Linked DNA regions of Bos taurus: region 1 is linked to region 2. The links are chromatin contacts, called in public Hi-C maps. All regions are on one chromosome and are shown on one strand. Each heading gives the region's core, a stretch centred on a gene start, on an enhancer-like site or on the middle of the called end of the contact. The rest is flanking DNA. Distances are from core to core; before and after follow the strand shown.

Region 1 (3,550 bases), core at 38-2,537, 100 kb before region 2:
ATGATTCCTAGACAGTAGGCAAGAAACTGAGAAAAAGCCGTAGCTCCGGGGAATGAGCAGCGAGATCTAGTAGTGAGTACAAGGTGTCAGGGTCCAAGGTGAGGAGAGTGGGCAGAGAAGTGGGAGAAAAAGAGTAATGCATGCGGGAGCAAGGGCTGGAGGAAGCTGATATTTACAAGCACAAAACCCACACAGCTTCACTCACGTCAGGTTAAGTACCTTTTCCAGAAACCCAATAAAGAAATGTTATGTATTCAGGAGGTGTTTCAACCTGTCCACACCCTACTCTGACTTCCCCAGAACACAGGCAAGCAAGGAGGGAAATGCCTCCGGTCTTGGCGTCCAGCTCCCTCGGCTCCCGGAGCACAGCCCCACAGAACGTCACACGGAGCTGTCTGCTAGAGTGGGCACAGCACCGACGGGAGGCAAAGTTTTGATCCGATTTACTCCACATCTGTCTGCCACTCGGGAGTGGGGTTTGGCCGCAGGGGCTCCCAGGCAGCGCCGGGCAGAGGCTGAGCAGCAAGAGCAGCAGCTTGAAGGCTGAGTAAGGAGCCAGCCTTCTTCATCGCCTCCTCCGGTAGGTGCGGAGTCGGCAGCACAGCCAGTCCCTATCGCTGTCACGCCTTCTGTAGCGCGGCCCTCAGCCGCCCCACCCCCCCGCCGCACGGCCCCATCCCTCACACTGTTCTTTGCGTGACTGACCTGAACAGGGCGGGAGGGAGGACCCGGGTGCCGGAGGGAGGGGAGGACCTTGGCCCGCCCACTCCTTCCCCTGTGGCTCGGAGCGGCACCTTCTCTTCCTCATTGGGCACACGCTTGCGTCCATCACCCCCATGCGGCCCTCGGATTGGCAGAAGGCGCACTTCTGGAGCGAGGAGAGCTGAGTGACTCCGCCGGTCTCCGGTGCCTCATCTTTCTCTCCACCGCTCCCTCCCTACTTCAACGTCCACCCACCACTCCCCACCCCCCACTCCACTTCCCCCCGCCCGGTTAGCGGCAGTGTCCTTAGAAGACTCATTGGGCCAGGGGCGAAGCCGGCCGCCTATCGAGCCGCACCGTCATTGGCCGACCCCCACGCCCGTCGGAGCGGCGGGCTTCGGCATTGAGTGATTCCGCTTCGCTCCCCGCCCCCCATAACGCCTCGCCCTCTCACTCTCCTCCTCCCCTCCCGGCTCTTTCACAGCCCCCCTTTCCCTAGCCGTCCCCACCGCATCTCCCCTGTCCAGCTGGGCGGGGACTGCTTTACGACTCTGTAAAGTCTGTGAGTCACTGCACAACCCATCAATCCAATTAAATGTCTTGAGCTAGCCGAGCAGGCGGTGCTGCTGCCGCGGCCGCTCGCCCCGCCGCGGCCGCCCCTGCTCGCAGCGCCCCTCTGATCCATGGCTGTCTGTCTGTACTTGTTACGGTGTAACCTCCTCCTCCGCCTCCTCCGCCTCCTCCTCGGGAGCCGCTGCAACTTCCCCTCAGCCAGCCTCCTCCTCCGCTTGGGGACTGCAAAGGCATGGGATAGACCTAGAGCCACTTCTGTCACCCCTCCAGACCTCGCTCAGTCTCCCCCCTTTAAATTAAAGTCTGATCCTTGCTTCTCATCGTTTTAGAGGTTTATTTGTCAGTCTTTTTATTTCCCCGGATTTTATTTTCCCTTCCTGGGGCAGGGGGGTCGCAGGGGCCGGTGGGCTTATTTTAGGGAAGGGGCTTTCTCCTCCATCCCCTCGTTGCTCCTCGTCCCTTTTCGGCAGTGACTTGGTTTCCCGGCTCCTCTCCACTCCCACCCCTCGAACTCACCGTCCTGCACTCTAGTGACGCACCGACACCCCCCGCCCACAGCCCAGACGTCCCCTCCCTCGCTGCCACCCCGACCCGTCTCGGAGCTGGACCGGGTGCCGACTTCGCTGAAGGGTGAGTGCTGTGTTGGGTTAGCGGGGGTGGGTGTTGGGGCGGAGGGAGGGTCTGGGCAAATGTAGCGAGTCCACTTTGGGGAGGGCAAGGGATCGCGCTGTGGACTGGAGGTTCCCGGTCCGGCGTGGATTTGAGGTGGCGACTGCCTTCCTCCCTCGCTCCCTCTTCCCCCGCCCCTCGACTCCTTATTCACCAGCCTTGCTGTATTTCTAGGTATTGCCAACGCTTATAAAATGAGCGGTAATGGCAAGCTTTCTTAGTGAGCGGTCATAATCAGCGAATTGAACTGATAGACTCTATGACCTGCAAAAAGTGTCAGACGGCTAATAATGGGTACGTTGTCTTCCAAATCAGAGTTAAACTTTTATTCAGTAAAGGCAAAGCAAAAGGTACGTCTGATTTGAATGAGATAGACCACGAGAAGACAGGTTGCCTAGTGGCATGTCTTGCTGTTTTTATTTTTAAATAGTTTCGTAGGTTCTCTTTTGGAAAAAAAAGAAAAGATAATTCAATATTAATGTAAAGATTACAAAGTCTTTGAACCTGTTGGAGGAAAACGAGGTAAGATGGAAATCCAGTTTGACACTTCATCTTTAGCTCACCTCTATTCTGGCCAGAAATTACAACACAGAATTTTTTATTTCCTGGTCACTGGGCACAGTGGGGTGTGTTAAAAGACAAATAGGGATTTTTTTATCTTTTGATAGCCCTTTTTTGTATACTAGATTGCTCTTGAGCAAAATTTTAATTTGGTTTCTTGGTTGCAGGCTGTTCAAAAGTACACATGCGTGGCCGTATATATGCTTTATAAGACTTGCCCTATGCATCTTTAGTATTTAATTTGAGGTAAAAATAAGAATTATGAGAAATACTTACTCTGAATCGCCTTCTGAGGTTACGTTTGAGAATTCAGCCTGTTTAAAATGGTACTTATTCTTTTTGAATCAAGTTCTGGTCTACTTGTCCACAAGATTCAAATTAGGCCAAACCAAACATCTTTTGAAATATTAAAGTACACGAAAGGCCTCTTAGTAGTTCATTCTCTCCTTTTCTTTCAGACTAACCAGAATAAGTTGTTGCTAAATTTAATTGTAAAGAATAGACTGTTCCTGTACTGAAGTCTGCCAAGTTTCTACAGAAAAATTTCTTTTTAAAGAGGAGCAATGTGTTTATGATCAGCCCAAAGTAGTAAAGTTGACTCAAATGTAAATGCTGTCATAAGGAAATGCTTGTCATAAGCCCCCAAACCTGGCAGAGTGTTTCAGGAAGACTTATACAAAGCCTTTCTGAATTGTTTAATACATTTCATCATGTGGCCTTTTTCATGAGTGTTTAAGACTGAAATCATTCAGAGGCCTTATAACACAGGGGAGCCATGCTGCCTGAGTTTGAATCTAGCCACAGTCACAGGATGGCTGACTGACCTTAGGCAAGTTCAAACCTGGCCTGTGAGGGTTTTCTCCTGTAAATGGGAGGGATGACTTTCCCCTCTAAGGGTTGCCTTAAGGGTAAGTGAGAGGGCACAGGTCACCGAGCACTTGGTGTTAGCTGCCCTACCTCCATCATCATCATCACCACCCCCTGAGAGGGTGTCTGGTCTAGTGGTTAAGAAGGGGACCTCCATAACCAGTCTCTGTAGGTTCAA
Region 2 (3,538 bases), core at 137-2,636:
GTCCGCATCTTATGACTCAGGTTGTATGTTTGTTGTGTGTGTTCTTGCTTCAGGAATCCTCCAGGGATTTTAGTCATGGGTTTTGAAACATCAGTGTTACTTATATACAGACAACAACCTTTTCTTTATACAATATTTCCAGATTTTGAACCATAGCATAATATAGTGTGGTCTTGGCAGGGCTCTTGGCTTGTCAAGCAGTGTCCTATGGAGACCTGAATTAGGGAACAGTCTTGGAAATGTGTATACTTTGAGATCTGTAGATAGAAATTGCGGTGAATAATCAGAATTCAGGAGTGCCTGTTGCTCTCCTGCGCCCCCTTGTGGTTAGATGTGATACTCTCTTTCAAAGCTGAAGAGGAGCTCCAACTTGTAGTGGGCATGCTTGTTTACAAAGAGCATTTATAGCTTTCTTCTGTGTAAAATAGCTTATCAAGTTAATATCATAGTTCTCACTGAGGGTATAAATAGTTTATTGTGTTTGACTTTTTTTTTAATTTGTAGAATTTTTAAAATATGTATTGATGTGTGTGTACATGTTTTACCTTTTTATTATGGAAAATTCCAAACACACTCAAAAGTAAATAGAGTACAGTACATCCCCTTGTGCTCATCATCGGGCTTTAACAATCATCAATATTTTGTCAGTCTTGTTTCATCTTCATGGTCTTTTTTTTCTAGAGTATTTTAAAGCATATTCCAGGCATAGAATCTTTTTTTTTTTTTTTTTTGCTCATCTTAAATTTAGAAACTGTATAATTCGGCTCAGTCTTACTTTAGGTGTGCAGTGCTTTTAGTCAAAATTGTTACATAAACTAAGAGAACTGTAAACATCCTCAGTATCTTTGGAAGGTGACTGATGTCCCTAGATTCCTAAGAGTTAGGTCTAAAACCTATACCAGTAAGACAGGATATTAGAAATATTTTCTATTACTTAACAGTTACATTCTAAAAAACTTGTTTCTTTCCAGATGTTTATTAACAAGGCCATAATTTATTCCTAAGAAATATTCACTTGAAATATTATCTCTCACGATTTGTTTACTAAATGCGGTTATCCACATTTGAAAATGTCCTTTTCTTTTTCCAAGAGGAAAGGTTATGTTTGACAAACCAGTCAGAAACCGTCTGCAATTTCATAGAAGTAGATAAAAGTCCTAGGAGGGAAGGCAAGAGTTTCTTACATCCCCAAACAGTAAAAGCTGTTGTTTTAATTGACTTCAAGGTTGACTTCCTGGCCGAATTTCGGTTTGTCTCCAGGCTTTAAGACGCTGTCAAGAAAGCCCGGGGATTGTTCGCCGCGGGACCCGTCCGACTGGAGTCTGATCACGGATGCGCGGCCGCGCGCTACCCGCGGCAGAGAGCGCCGCCGGGAGAGCCCGGGGAGGCGCCTCCGCAAACAGTGGTGTCGGGTTACAGCCTCGGAGCCGCGCCGAGCGCGCCTAACTGGCTTGATCTAGTGACTGGCTTCATAATTACATTGCTGATTTGTTAGGGAAGGCTTTGTCTTACTTAGCAATTAGCATGGATGTTACTGCAGGGACCTCATCCTGGATGAGCTTGGGCTTAAAGAAAGAAAAAAAAAAAAGCTTCCCCGATAGGGGCAGCTTTAGGGGTTCAGTTACTTACCCTCCCTTGTCTTCTGGGAGTAAACACGCAGAGGCTTTCTCCCTGTTGGAATTTTGCCCGTGTTTCTGCCATTCCCGGAGGCCGGAAGCAGTCGCTTTGGGGTCTGCAGGCAGCCTGGGGGAGTGCTGACCCCCGCACGGCCTCCCGGAGGCTCACCACCAGGAATTGGGGGAACTGCACGGGTCACAGTGCATGGAACATCCCCGCTGGCAGATCCTTGCAGGCACCCCACTTTCTTTTTTAAATTAATTTATTTTAATTGGGGGATAATTACAATATTGTGATGCTTTTTGCCATACATCAACATGAATCAACCACGGGTATACATATGTGTGTCCCCCATCCTGAACCCCCTCTCCCACTTCCCTACCCACTCTTTTCCTCTGGGTTGTCCCAGAGCACTGGCTTTGGGAGCACCCCACTTTCTGTCAGCTCTCTCCCAGATCTGCCAGCACCCCCCCCCCCCGCATGTCCCTTCAGGGTGTCCTCTAAGTCGTGTCCCCCCACCCCCACCCCGCGGCTTCTGCTGTTACCTGGGGGAGGAAGGGTGTCAAAAGCCTACCCATTATCAGATTCCTGAGTGTTGGATGTTGATTAAGGTGTAATATTTTAACAGTGTAGAAAGTTGTCTAAGGGAACCTGGCTTCCCCTGTGGAACAAGGAGGGGGCCTTTCCTTCCTGCCCGGGAGGTGATGTGTGGCCAGCTGACAAAAGAGCTCTTCCCAGAGTTCGCTGGAGGCTGGTGGCAGGCGTCCTGTTCAGGAGCAGGGGCTGCACTTGGACCACCTCAAGAGCAGGACCCAAAGCACACCCTAAGGCAGGCGTCAGAGAGGAGAGATGAGAATGTTCTGTGTTTCAGAAGTTGTCTCATCGGCATTTGTAGCCAGCCTCTCTCCTGCTCTGGAGAGACTGTCACCCACTCAGTTTTGCCAGGGGCAACTTCTTTCTTCTTCCACTGCCCCCGAAAGAAACTGAAAGCATGCGTGTGTTTCCATTTACAGGACTTTGGGTTTGGCGGCTCAGGATGTCTGAGTGAGGAAATAGCCTCTGCTAGCCTGGTTGAAGACACTCGTCACACGTCATAGCTTCTTTTTTCTTCAAACTGGGTAGCTCTATGAGGAAAAGGCATCATTCTGAGTCATTAGCGTTACTGTGAACGCCTCGTTTTTATAATTTTTAGTGTCAGCATGGGCACTTCTGGACCCTTCAGCAGCCAGTAGTCACACCACTTGTCACACAGGACGGTGTGGTTGAGGAGACCCGGGACTCTTATTAGGAGCCTTTCACTTGAGAGCTGTTAACCAGTGACACGGGCATACAGAAACGTGCACAGGTCCTGAGTGTGCAGGCCAGTGACTCATCGAACAGCAGACGCCAGCCTCTTCACCCTGGTGAGGACGTAGAGTGAGACCCGCTCCCGGGGAGCCCAGAGCCCCACTAGGAGCTACTCTTCCCTGACGGCAGACACCAGGACTGAGCTCTGCCCTGTAAACCGACTGTTGAGACAACATGTCACTTAATCGTGAAGCCCGCTATGCTCCTGAGAAAGGAAAACCCTGGATTTCTACTTGTCACTTACTGGTCCAAAAGGAAATTGGAACAAGCTCTTGAAAATGTACACAAGGTACAGACCATCCAGCCTTGAGGTGTTTTAAAGTAATAACTTTCAGGATTCCCCCGTGTGCCCCGCCTCTGTGTGTGGACGAACGAGTGTGTGTGAGCATCGGGTGGTGCGGAGCTGGGAGCCCTTTCCACGTCTGCCTTGGTGTGCTGGCCGCTTGCCGCCCCTCCTGGCTGCCTCTTTGATCATATGGTCAGTCTTACCCTCCCCAGTGATTTCCTCCCTTCAGAAATTGGAACTAAGCTATCAATCCTGACCTTCTTTTAAAACACCTTTTGCAGCATTAAT

What was found. A called contact is a pair of places that touch in the nucleus more often than the background predicts.
Region 1: a Hi-C map of skeletal muscle shows a contact between it and region 2, with 4 times the contacts expected there. The contact joins the promoter of SERTAD2 here to the enhancer-like site in region 2. A contact is called at or near these places in 3 of 11 Hi-C or Micro-C datasets (liver, skeletal muscle and skin fibroblasts).

The regions. Positions count from the first base shown.
Region 1 is chr11:63,148,466-63,152,015 of ARS-UCD2.0, reverse strand. It overlaps SERTAD2 (SERTA domain containing 2), which reads left to right and starts at 1,287. Exons shown (of 3, transcript XM_010810111.4): 1 at 1,287-1,905.
Region 2 is chr11:63,047,054-63,050,591 of ARS-UCD2.0, reverse strand. It overlaps SERTAD2 (SERTA domain containing 2), which reads left to right. Exons shown (of 3, transcript XM_010810111.4): 2 at 2,631-3,253. The coding sequence starts at 3,243. Among named protein-coding and RNA genes, the nearest start is that of TRNAS-GGA, 84 kb to the right of the region's middle. Within about 2 kb of position 1,386, at least 80 of the 102 cell types and tissues checked have an H3K27ac peak or open chromatin away from gene starts, as enhancers often do. A contact at or near this core is called in liver, skeletal muscle and skin fibroblasts, where this site is marked.